Regions from separate parts of the Sus scrofa genome. Here regions 1 and 2 are each linked to region 3. A link is a contact called in public HiChIP or PLAC-seq data. All regions are on one chromosome and are shown on one strand. The core of a region is the stretch at or near the end of the contact, and the rest is flanking DNA. Distances in the headings are between cores, read along the strand shown.

The links. HiChIP or PLAC-seq counts read pairs in DNA pulled down with a chosen protein or histone mark.
Region 1: a contact with region 3 is called in an H3K27ac HiChIP or PLAC-seq map of alveolar macrophages. The contact joins the promoter of SEPT1 here to the promoter of SPN in region 3. A contact is called at or near these places in 2 of 47 Hi-C or Micro-C datasets (embryonic fibroblasts and epiblast stem cells) and 1 of 2 datasets of contacts at active chromatin or transcription factors (alveolar macrophages).
Region 2: an H3K27ac HiChIP or PLAC-seq map of alveolar macrophages shows a contact between it and region 3. The contact joins the promoter of TBC1D10B here to the promoter of SPN in region 3. A contact is called at or near these places in 1 of 5 promoter capture datasets (liver), 2 of 47 Hi-C or Micro-C datasets (epiblast stem cells and liver) and 1 of 2 datasets of contacts at active chromatin or transcription factors (alveolar macrophages).

What each region holds. Positions count from the first base shown.
Region 1 is chr3:17,923,214-17,927,401 of Sscrofa11.1, reverse strand. It overlaps SEPT1 (septin 1), which reads right to left and starts at 2,751. Exons shown (of 12, transcript NM_001244989.1): 1 at 2,678-2,751. ZNF48 (zinc finger protein 48) reads left to right here and starts at 1,809. Exons shown (of 3, transcript XM_003354537.4): 1 at 1,809-2,015; 2 at 2,159-2,252; 3 at 3,782-4,188. The coding sequence starts at 2,174.
Region 2 is chr3:17,942,885-17,946,605 of Sscrofa11.1, reverse strand. TBC1D10B (TBC1 domain family member 10B) reads right to left here and starts at 1,695. Exons shown (of 10, transcript NM_001244423.1): 1 at 1,549-1,695; 2 at 693-1,546. The coding sequence starts at 1,659.
Region 3 is chr3:17,977,428-17,981,705 of Sscrofa11.1, reverse strand. It overlaps SPN (leukosialin), which reads right to left and starts at 2,975. Exons shown (of 2, transcript XM_005655097.3): 1 at 2,845-2,975; 2 at 1-2,446. The coding sequence starts at 2,960. The coding sequence ends at 1,171.

The DNA of each region.
Region 1 (4,188 bases), core at 1,502-4,001, 54 kb after region 3:
TGCCAGATCCTTAACCCACTGAGCGAGGCCAGGGATCAAACCTGTGTCCTCATGGATGCTAGTCAGATTTGTTTCCACTGAGCCACAACAGAAATTCCTCCTATCGTATCTGTGTTCATAGGGTCAGTATAGAATCTGTCATATCACCTGCACCTCTCCACGATCTACTGAGCCAAGAGTGTCTGAGTATTTCCAGGGCCTAGACTTGGAATTGGTGATCCAGAAGTATGTGCTGATCGACTTGCAGTCCCTGTCTATCAGTGTCTAACATTCCTGCATACCAGGTACACAGAACCCTGCAGACTCCTTCCCACCAATGAGAACTATCTTCAATCAGTGCATGTAATTCTCCCATGCCCTAACAGTTCTTGTCATGATTTGTGTGCTTACCTTTTTTTTTTTGGTCTTTTTGCTTTTTCTAGGGCCGCTTCCGTTCCCAGGCTAGGGGTTGAATCAGAGCTGTAGCCTCTGGCCTGTGCCACAGCCACAGCAATATGGGACCCAAGCCGAGTCTGCGACCTACGCCACAGCTTACGGCAACGCCAGATCCTTAACCCACTGAGCAAGGCCAGGGATTGAACGTCATGGTTCCTAGTCAGATTCATTAACCACTGAGCCACAACGGGAACTCCTGTGTGCTTGCCTCTTTAAATTGGTAGCACCCCAAAAACCACACTCACATGTGTTCCATCTCTTTATCAAACTCTAGGCATGGCACGGAGGTGCTAATACATGGGAATTAACACACAAGACTTGGTTACTCCCCTCCCTCAGTACATGGGCTGCAGACACTTCCAGGCGCCCCACGGCCTCCTCAAAGGCAAGCCTGCCCAGAGTACAGATACGCAGCTCCAGCTGGGCCCCATCAAGCGGGGAAGCAGGGTTTAATGCTTTAGCCTCTGCCTGGCCTTTGCCTTTGTCGGCCGTCAAGCCATTCCTAGTCTCCCCATGGCCTCTTTGTGCTCGGTCTCTCTGTCTCTGCCTGTTTCACTGTCTTTGTTTCCTCTGTTTCCTCTGTCTCTGGGCCGGTTTCTTTCCAGGTTCCCTGCCTTTTCTTGCAGTTCCTCAGCCTCTGCTTCAGGGACTTTGTCTCTTCTCTGTTTTTACATCTCTTTGTTTTTGGTGGCCCATCTTTTGCTCCAGTGTTTTTGGTCGGCTGCAGTTTTTTGGTCTCTCTGCCTTTGCAAGCGCTCTAACTTAGGGCTCTTAGGTAAGGACTTCGTGAGTCCCCGGGCGCAGGTCTGACTCCATCGGCCCGCCTCTGCCCAGCAGTTATCTGGCGTCTGCCTCTGGCTTCTGCTCGCGTCTCGGTCTTCCCCAGCTCAGCCCAGCCCAGCCTCCACCCCCGACCCTCGATCTAGCCGACCGGCCCCGCTTTGTTTCCTGTGTCTCGGCGCCCCGCCCCCGCCCCGTCTGGGGTCTCCGCCGCCCTCTGCCGCCCTTTGTTTGCTTCGGTCTTTCCCCCACCCCTTTCCCTGGGTCCGTCTTTGGATCTCTCTTTGTCTCTCCCGGCCGAGGTGGTTGGCACTGTCGGCCAGCTCCGGAGGTCCGCGCGGGTGGCCCGATACAGCGACAATTAGGAAGAGTCTTCGGCCCTCGGCACCCAGCTTCAGCCCAGGAGGCACACGGTTAATACCACCGAGTTCGGGCAACTGTCCGCGGCTCAGAGTAGCCCGCTCTGCGGCACACGGCTGCCCGCCGGCCACCGAGCCCCGAGGACGCAGGCGGCCCCCACAGGCGTGCAGCTCCTCCAAGGTCCTAGAGCGGCTCGGTGCCGCCCGGCGCTTCCGCTTCCCGTCCCCGCCCCCGGCAGCAGCCTCCGGGACGCCTGGGTCCGAGCCCCCTCCCCGCTTGGCGCGGAGCCCGCATCCCCGAGCCCCCGGCGGCTCGGGCACCGGAGCCCCGCCGAGGAGCTCCGCAGGGCGCCGGGGTGGCGGCGGCGGCGGCGGCCGGAGGGGAAGGGGGCAGCCGCGCACCGGAAGGAGCAGCAGGTGCAGGGGCGACCGGCGGCGCGGGTAAGGGTCACCGAGAGCCGCGCCCCGCATCTCGGACCCGGACGCTGCCCGGTGCCCGCGCCGGCCGGCAGAGGGCAGCGGCTGGGCGCCAACGTCCGCACATGGCTGTGTGACCGTGGAATTGTGTCTGTCCCTTTGCTCAGGGCGGCCTGCCGGCGATGGAGCGCGCGGTGGGGTCCTGGGGCCCCGATCTCCGTGGCCCAGACGACAGGGAGCAGCTGAGAAGCGCCCGCACAGGTGAGGGCCGAGGCGGTGCGCCGACTTGGGCAGGTAATGGCCGGGTGGGGACTCCAGTGCTGGCCTCTGCCGGGCCCAGACCCGGAAAAATCGGACTTGAACTGGGCTTCCAAGGGAAGAAGGGGAGGGGAGCAAAAGCCCAGGGAGGGAGCCGGTGTTTCTGAGCACCTACTGTGCACCAGGCTGTGAAGAGCATCATTTCAAAGACTCTCTCCCCATCCTCTAGTCATCACCATCCTCGCTGTCTCTGCCCTGTCCCAGCCATTGTAACAGCCTCTCCAAAGCCCTTTTCTCTCCAGTGATGCGCTGAGCAGCCACACTGATCTGAGTTCAGATCTAATCCTGCCTGCCTTCCCCAAAACTGTCCCTAGCTCCCTCTGCCTATTAATTAAAAGCGTTAGCCTAGTGTTCAATGCAGACCTTACCTACTTAATCTAGTCCCAACATCCCTTTCCAGCAGGATCTTCCATTCCTTTCCATGGTTTACTCTTTCCTCTTCTGTGAAAGCCCAGCCCTATCTTTTGATTTCCTCTCTCTGGTGACAGCACAGTCATTCTGAGCCTGCAATTATAATTATCTGTGCTTCATCTTGTCTCTCCTACCAACCCTAAGTATCTTGAGGGACGGGTGTGTGTCTGGGTCCTCTCAGGGACATAGAAGATGACTGAAATAATAAATTACAGAATAGGCTAGTATAAAGAAGAAACAATGTAATGAGCAAACACTGGGTTTTCCAAATAGAGACTCTATAATGTAGGGCTTAACACAGGCGTGGGAATCAGACAGACCTGAGTTAGAAACCAGGCTTTGCTACTTTCTAACCTTTATAATCTTGAGCAAGTGACTTAAATTCTCTGAGCCACCATGTCTGTAAAATGGGGATAATAACAGTATTCCCTCCTAGGATTATTTGCAAGGATTCAGTAACACTTAGTTAAGGTATCGGTGGGAGTTCCCTGGCAGCCTAGTGGTTAGGAGGTGGAGCTTCAGTCCCTGGTCTAGGAACTGAGATCTCCCATCAAGCTGCCATCTGCTGCTGTGGCCAAAAAGAAGTAAAGAGTTCCGGAGTTCCCGTCGTGGCGCAGCGGAAACGAATCCGACTAGGAACCATGAGGTTGCGGGTTCGATCCCTGGTCTTGCTCAGCGGGTTAAGGATCCAGCGTTGCCGTGAGTTGTGGTGTAGGTCACAGACTCAGCTCGGATCTGGCATGGCTGTGGCTGTGGCGTAGGCCGGCAGCTGTAGCTCCGATTGGACCCCTAGCCTGGGAACCTCCATACGCCGCGGGTGCGGCCCTAAAAAGACAAAAAAAAGAGAAAGAAAAAAAACGATACTGGCACACATGAAGAGTGTGGTAGAAGGCAGTTACTGTTACTGAGGCAGAGACAATCATAAATGCTTTAGAAATTCAGAGAGAGCGAGAGAGATCCTTGTGACTGCAGATGGTCAAGGACGCCTTCCCGGGGAGGTTGTTAGGAAGACAGGGGCTGAGGCAAAGGACAGGGTCTACCACTCCCTTTTCTTTCCCCAGGTCTGGGGAGTGAGAATGTGGCGATGTCTCAACCGGATGAGTTTGCACATGGCCCACAAGAAGATGACTTGGGCTTCAAGGAAGAGGAAGATTTGGCCCCAGGCCATGAAGTAGGAAGTGCCTCTCTCAAACCCGAGGGCATCCAGACCTGGGATGACTTGTGGGTCCAGAGAGAGGGACCTGGAAAACCTCAGGCTCGGGACAGAGGCCCTCGGCTCCTGGGAGAACCACGCTGGGGCCAGGCTAGTGATCGGGCCGCCGTGTGTGGCGAGTGTGGCAAGAGCTTTCGCCAGATGTCCGATCTGGTGAAACACCAGCGGACCCACACAGGGGAGAAGCCGTACAAGTGCGGGGTCTGTGGCAAGGGCTTTGGGGATAGCTCTGCTCGGATCAAACACCAGCGGACT
Region 2 (3,721 bases), core at 446-2,945, 34 kb after region 3:
AGTGACTCAGGCCCCTGGAAGGAACTAGGAAAGAGTACGCTGGGCTGGGGAGATGAGGAAATGGGGAAGAGGCCTCCCCCACTCCTTTCCTTCAGTGAAAACACAAGACTGCCCTTCTGTTGCACAGAAGGCCCTGCCTTCAGAGTCTCCCCTCCATCAAACAGACTTCCCCACCTCACCATCCAGCAGACCTAGGGCAATGGGGGAGAGGAGGCGCCTACATCCCTCCAGACGGTCCCCCTAAAAGAGACAGGACCAGAACCCTTGTCCAGCCAAACCTCCAAAATATGTTTCCTGTAGCTGGAGTTTCCATCAAGGAGCTGGGCCAACCTGAGCTATGGTCTCACTCAACCTTTCACTTCACAAAAGAGGAAAGAGAGGCAGGGAAATGGGGGACGGTCCTAACTCGATGGCACACAACAAACCAAAGGCAAGGCTTGGGCTCAACCCTAGAACTCCTAACACCTGGTCTGAAACTAACAGGCTGGAGCCACAGAAACCGCAGGACGCTCTAGGCAAGATAGGGATTGCTAAGCATCTCATTCCCACTGATCACCCCCTGGAGCCTCAGAGGAGGATGGGGCTGCCAGAGAGTAGGCAAGGTGTATCATCCGAGTCCCTCCACCCCCACCACCTCCACCTCCACCTCCAAAAACCTCTGCTTCCCTGAGGCGGTCCCACCGGGTACTCACAGACTGCCTGAATACTGGCTGCCCCCAAGGAAGCCGTATTTGTCCGTCTTGCGCAAGGCCAGCCCATTTATCTCCGAGTCTGAGCCCATGGAGCTCACATCATCCGCCAAGGACTCCAAGGTCCCAGACATGAGGCTCACAGAGTCCAAGTAGCTCAGCGTGTCTGGGGCCTGCCCTCGAGGCCCAGAGATGCCAGGTCCCAGGCTGGACGTGGAGCCTAGATCCTGAGAGTTTTCAGTAGGCTCTGGAGCTGGGGTCACCATCACGACAGCTACCTGAGCCTCACATGTCCCTGGAGGGCCTGTGCCAGGCCCCGAGGGGTCCTCTGGAGCCTGTCCCGTTGATGCTGATGTTGCTGCTGCAGCTCCATGTCTACTTGTCACCTGTCCTGGTGTCACTGCTGCCACCCGTGCAGTCACTCCTGAGGCCACTGTGGTTCCCGGCTTGGGGGCAAGCGGGGGTTTGGCGGTCAGGGCCCCAGGAGCCGTTCTTGAAGGGGTCCTGGTGAGGGTCCCGGTGGGGGTACCTGGTCCAGGATCGGGTGAGGTTCTAGCCTCCTCCGTCTTCGGAGAGTCTGCCCCTGGGGCCAGAGCCGTGGACATCTCGGCTCCTGCCACAGCCTCGGGCTCCAAGGGCTCTGGGCCGGAGACCTGCGCCCTCGGGGCGTCGGGTGAGGCCTCCAGAGTCGGCACCACCGCCGTGCTGCCTGCGACCGTCGGAGCGGGGGCGGGAGCGGGAGCCGAGGCCGGAGCCGAGTCTGAGGTCTGGGTCGGATCCGGTACCCATGCGGGCTGCGCCTCCCCCGGGGCCACCAAGTTGACCGGGGCCGAAGTGGCCGTAGTCACCGGCGGCCCGGAGCTACCACCACGAAGGGCCCGGCCCGGGAGCCGCGGGGCGGCGGCGAGGGGGCCGCGGGGGCGCCATGACGGCGCGGTGGGGCCACCAGGGGCGCCGGGCCCGTCTCCATGACCGCAGGCCGCCCCTCACATCCCCCCGCCGGGGCGGCCGCAAAAGGCGCCGCCCCTCAGGCCGCTCCGCGCCGCCCGCCAAGGAAGGGGAGAGGGCGAAGGGCGCGGCCCGGCGCGCTCCGGGGTCGGGGGCAGCGCGCGGGCGGCAGCCCAGCGCACGGAGGCGGGGCAGGGGTCCGGGGGCGCCAGGCGGCGGGGTCTCACTCGCGCTCTCTCAGCCCTCTCGCTCTCTCGCTGCCGCCCCCCCTCCCGCTTCGGGCAAGCGGCCGACCTCGCGCCTGCGCACACGCCCGGGTGCCGGCCAAGCGGCCAGCGTTTCGACGTTCCACGCCTGCGCGCGGGCGGTCCCATCGCGCTCCTTTTCTCTACCGCCTTAGTCAAAGCGCTTGGACGAATAATAGGAGAGAGGGAACTGGGTTTCTGCCAATCGTTGGAGGGTGGGTGGGGCTGGAGGTGGGAAGGGGGTGGGTAATTTGGGAAGAGGAAATGGAGAAGGCAGAGGGCTATAAAACCAATGAGAGGACGAGTGAAGGCAGCGGGAGGCAGGATGAAGGGAGTAACTAATAAGAAAGCGGGAAGCCGAACCTCTTGGCCAATTAAAGCCTCTGGAGAGTGAATGACTGGGGGAGGAGGCGGGTGCTGTGCAAAAAGAGGCGGGCCTGGCTAATAGGAATGGTTAAAAAGGGAGCCAATGAAAAGAAGCAGGCGGAGGTCAACTTGACAGACAGCGATATCTATTTAGGCGGCGCCAGACGGCATCCGCAGTCAGTAGGAGCTGAGATATTCTTTAGGTCTCCCAAGAAGGTCAGGAAGGAATGACAGCTGGAAGGGGCGGGCCACAGTTGCGATTAATTCGCTACATCAGCCAATGAATGCGTCCTCTCACTTTAGCAACAGGGGAGGAAGATAGACGGCTGTCTCACCCAATGGCAGCTTCCAAAGAGAAGGCGTGCTGCCAGCAGGCGGTGCCGGGCCGGAGATATCGGTGACAATCGGAGACTAGCGCGGGAGGGGGGTGACAGCTGGGGACAGCGCAGACAGAGGGCGGGGGCTAGGGGCTTTGGTACAACCCCTAGACAATAAGAGCGCCAGGCTGCTCTGCCTGAGTCGACTCTTGGGCCCCATTCTCCGAGCCCACTACAGATCCGTGCCCTGATCAAGTACTCTTGACCTTCACTCCGTCTCTAATTGTCATCTCAGCCCGCAAGAAACCGCAACGCTACAAGCCCAGGCGGCTATAACCAGAGCCCCAAAATCCTATAAGCGACTCATCTCTCTGCATCCGCCATTTCCTACGGGAATCCCAACCCCCAAGTCCCTCACCTCAGCTCCATCTATCTGAGCTCCTCCCCAGAATCCGGGGCCGCCGTGAGTGCTGCCTCCATTCTAGTGGGGATCCCAGACTCCAAATCGTGAATTCCAATACCATAAACTCCCATATCTGTGTGTTTATTCTTTGGGGGACCCAAAACGCACTCCATCGGCTCCTCTCCCCTCACTGACACACCTCTCTGTGCTCAACCTCTGCTAAGAAATCAGACCCCAACCTCATGAGCCCCCCAGGCTACCCCAGACCACGAACACAAAGCCCTGTCTTTACCAGCCCCTCCTCTTTCTATCTCCCATTGCCCTGAGCCCCAGGATTCAGGATGTAGCCCCAGGGGGGCTCTGATTTCCATACAAAGCCCACCATCCTGAAATTTCAGCCAGTTCCCTGGTTTCTGAGTTCTCTGAAGCTCCTTACTCCCAGCTCAGACTCAGATCCTGTGAACTCCAGTGCTGCTCCAGATCTCCTTCTCAACTTCCTTGCTTTTCATTTGACCTGAGCTTCCTGAGCTCTTCCCCCATTCCCCTCTTTGGAGTTCTCCTCCCCTCCCAGAACCAGTAATAAGTGGGCTTCTCCCTGGACCTGGACCCCCATGGTAACCATATAAGGTGAGGCAGCTGTCGACTGAGGCAGGGAGGGACCAGTGCAGGAGGCCAAGGGCCGCTGCTAAGTTTAGGGTGGCTCCTTCTCTCTTCTTAGAGACAACAGGTGGCTGGACCGCTGTGCCCAGAAAA
Region 3 (4,278 bases), core at 1,726-4,225:
CCCTTGGAGGATGGAAGAGGAGATGCAAACACATCCAACCTGTAACAGCATCAGCAAGACCCGCCCTGGGTCTCCTGCGAGTGTTGGAACAGGGCCGGGGGCCGGGGGGGGGTGTGTGCGGGGGCTGGGGGGGGGGTCTTTGAGGAAGAGATGACCGAGTGGCTGAGCTGAGGAACCACACTCAGTCGTCACGCATGCGGTCTTTCCCCTCAGGGCCGGCCACAGGCGGAGTTCAATCTACCTCTGCCCAATCTGAGCAAAGATGAGGGCGCCTATGCCTCGGCAGCAACAAGGGTGGCATCTCCTCAGCCTCTGCAGCCCTTCCTGCCCTCGCCCCCACCCCCGCCCCTGTCCTCACCCCCGCCCTTCACAAACATCACGGATTCCTCGCCTCTCCCGCTCGCTCGCTCGCGCAAACCGCCCTCATACGGGGACCCACACAGATGCTGAGACTTCTAAGAATGACACCTGCCCTGAAATTCTTCTCACCTCCGAGGGGGAGGGGAAACAGCTGAAGCCTCTGGCTGTCTCAGGCCAGAGGTGAGGGAGAGTGTGGCGGCTTGGACAGTGGGCCAGCCTAGAGTCCAGGGGCTGTCACACACGCACCCGAGAGCGCAGCCCGATGACACCAACCCAGCCCGTGTTCCAGGCTGGCCCGGCACAGCGCTCCTGGGCGCAGAGTCAAAAGAAGGGTCAACTGTTCTAGTCTGTGGGGCCGAGTGTACTTTCCAGAGTCATCCTAAGGAGGAGTTTCCTGGGTTGCTTTTTCTGTCATCTTCCCAGACTCTGGGATCCCTGGAGCATCCTCTGAAAAATCCAAGGTCCAAAAAGTTTGGGATTAGGGAGACTCAGCTGGGGTCGAGGACAAAAACATAGAGAAACTGTGATGGGGAGCAGTGAGGTCCACGAGGAAGCTTTGCTCATTCAAGCTTTGCTCATTCTGTCTACAGGCGTTCAGTGGGTGCCAGCCCTGGTCTAGGTGCTGAGTGCAGATGCTGGCGGGATGATCCAGGGCCAAGAAGCCGAATGAAGACTCAGAGTGAAGATGCTGCGTGCACATCCAAAGGGTGCTGGGTGAAAAAGCTGGGTGACAGTGAAGTTGGATGTAACGGTAGGAGGGAGGGTGATGAAAGAGGGAGTGACTCTGGCTTCCATCCTTGTCATGAAGCCCTAAGCGGCCCCCGCCTCTCTGGCTTCTGGCCCATCAGAAGCAGAGGCGTCCGCAGCCCCATCCTCGCTGCCCACCAGCGGCTCCTCCTCACCCTTCAGCTTGGCGGCTGACCCAGCCTTTATCTCCTCCAGCGCCAAGGAGCCCTGGCGAGACTTCCGTTTCCCAAAGAAAGTGGTGAGCGTGGGTCGCTGGCCAGGCCCCTCCCCCTGGGGAGCCCCAGAGTCCTTGTTGCCCCCAGATGCTCCCTCTGGTGACATGGCCTCCTCATCGGACACCTGGGCTCGCCCAGCCCAGGCATCTACGACCCCATTGCGGTTTCCACCTCTGCTTAGTGTCAGGACTCCTGTCTTCCGCTTCTGCCGCTGGCGCCATAGCAGGAGTAGTACCACGAGGACAATGACCACCAGCAGGGCCACAAGCACGGCTACCAGCATGGTGCCATTTGTCCTCTGACCTGAATTTTGGGGGGAGCTACTGCTTGTGTCTACGGTGGATATTCCTACCCCAAAGATGGGGTCAGTGGTCTTCATAGAGGTCTCCCTGGTGACAGGGGGTCCACTGGTCCCCTTGGAAGTCGTTAGCAAGCCAGTTTCAATGGTGACAGGGGGTCCACGGGTCACAACGGAGGTCTTCGAAGACCTAGTTGCCATGATGACAGGGGGTCCAGTGGTTCCACTGGAGGCCACCAGAGAGCTGGTTGCCGTGGTATTAGGAGGTCCACTGGTCCCATCAGAGGTCTCCAGAGAGCTGGTTGCCGTGGTGACAGGAGGTCCACTGGTCCCATCAGAGGTCTCCAGAGAGCTGGTGGTCATGGTTTTACCAGTCACAGTGTGCAACCCCAGGGAGCTCATTCCTGAGACAGCAGGTGTATTGGCTGCATCAGAGATCTCCAGGAGCATGGATTTCCTGTTGGTGGAAACTTCCTGGGAGAGTACTGACCTGGGGAGAGGAAGGCCACTGCTGGCAGCAATGGAAATCCCGGGGGAGGACACCTCTTCAGCTGGGTAGGGAGTTGAGGAAGGCAGGAAGATCTGATGCCCAGGGCTGTTACTTTCCTCAGGGAGCTCAGTTGTTGAAAGACTGGATGCTTCTGAGTTGATTTCGGGGGTCCCAGAGACAGAGACCAAAGGAAAAGGGGACCTTGCGGGTTCAGACATCTGCAAAGCAGTCGTGCTCTCTGGAAGCTCTAGGCTTGCCACTGGGGCCCAGACGCTCCCAAAGAAGAGGAAAAGCGGGATCATTTTCAAGGCGACAGGCATGAGCAGGAGTTGGGACCTGAGGGTGGGGAAACCGGAGAAAGAGAACACATAAGAACCTGGGGTGGGGGGAGGACCTAGCCAGGCCCTCTCCCCGCCCTTGCCCACTTCCCTGCCAACTGCCAGGCCGAACTCTGCGGTTCAACGGCTTTTTCCACCCCTGCTTGTACTCGTATCAGAAAGTACAAGATGCTGGCGGTTCCCCCATCAACTCTCTCCCTAGGTCCCCTCAGCCTGCCTTGGCAGCTTGTGCTCCAGCAAAGGCCACCCCCTCCCCACCTGTCCCAACCGTGGGCAGCCTCAGTGGCTCCACAGTCTCCTTTTCCATTATCCATCAAGGTCTTTTTCAAGCCAGAAGCACATCCCCAGGTGCACTGGGGCTGCTGCTCCACCAAATCACACCCCTTACCAGCTCACCTGATAAGGGCGAGGTTGCGGCCAGGCTGCTCCAACTCCTCTTGAAGCTGGGGCAAGACTGGTGGCCAGGGCCCCAGGGGGAAAGGAAATGGCCCTGGCTCCACCCACCCCAGCATCCTGCCCCACCCTCCTGCTCCTACATTGGCGGGCTATGAGCAAGGCATCGCTTTTTCAGGGTCTGAGATGGTGGGGGACTCTGGGGCAGGTGGGAATGGTGGGTGGGATCTGGAATGGGGTTCCTCGTTCTCAGTTGGGAAATGTGATAGCAGAGGGTGAAGCTGGGATAGGGGTGAGAGTGGGTGGAGGGGTGGAACTGTGTGGTTGAGAATGGGGGGTGCGGAGGAGGAGCTGGGAGGGGAAGGTGGTTTCCTTTGCATTTGTGGTCCCCAAGCTGTTAGGCCAGGACCCAAGGCTAGCACTTTTTCTGCCCCAAGAGCTCCCAGGAAGTACCAGGGTGCGAGGAACTCCCTCCCTCTGGCTGGGGGCAGTGAAAGCCTTCGCAGGTTGTAGGAAAATCCTGGTGGGCTCTTGACTTCTCGAGAAGCTGGAGTGGGCTGGTGTCACCACAGTGGCCCCCAGTCATGGGATGCCTGACTAAATCGAAGTGGTTCTTAAGCACGCTATACGCTACGATCTTATTTTTGCAGAAGACTAATAAAAATGTGGGAGTCAACACTGATGACAGTCTGGAAAGGTATCTACTGAGGTATTACCACGTTTCTTTGGGTACGTCTGGGTAGGGAGTTCTTTAGTTTCTGCCTTGGATAGTTGTTCTTTTCTCACTTTCGTTGAACGTGTAAGCTTGGGCTTTCGGTACGTGTGTGGTTTTTTGTTTTGTATTCTGCCTTTCTCGAAAAAAATCAAAACCGATTATGTCACAAAAGTAATAATACATGTCCGTGAGAGATGATTAAAAGAAGCCAATGTCACAGCCCGGGATCGAACCGAACTCATGAGCTAAGAGTTAGTCCGACAAAGATGTGCGATTCCTAGGTCAGAGACGCAGGCATCCGCGCCTCATGGCTAAGCAAGCAGCAGAAGCACCGTGTCTGCTTCAGTTCCTCTTGCCTCTGAGTCCCACAGGGGTGACGGCGAGGGGTTTGCACGGCAGCTGAGCTTGGAGAATTTTCCTCTTTTCGAGGAGGTGGTTAGCAAGCCTGCTCTTTGTCCCAAAAGGAGACGTTACTTCATCCTCAGAGTTACTCACTGCGAACACAATCTTGAGCAACCCCCTGAATAGAGAGCATCTGGGACCGTGCCTTGCTGGCAGAGGAGCAGGAGTGTGCAGGGCTGCTCAGGGCTGCGGTGGATTGGCTTTCCCAACAGGCAGGAATTGAAAAGTGACAAAGCTCCTCTACCACCACCGCCAGCTATGCCCTAGTAACGATAAGTCTGGATGCATATACACAGGCATATTCTTTTTTTTCCCCAATA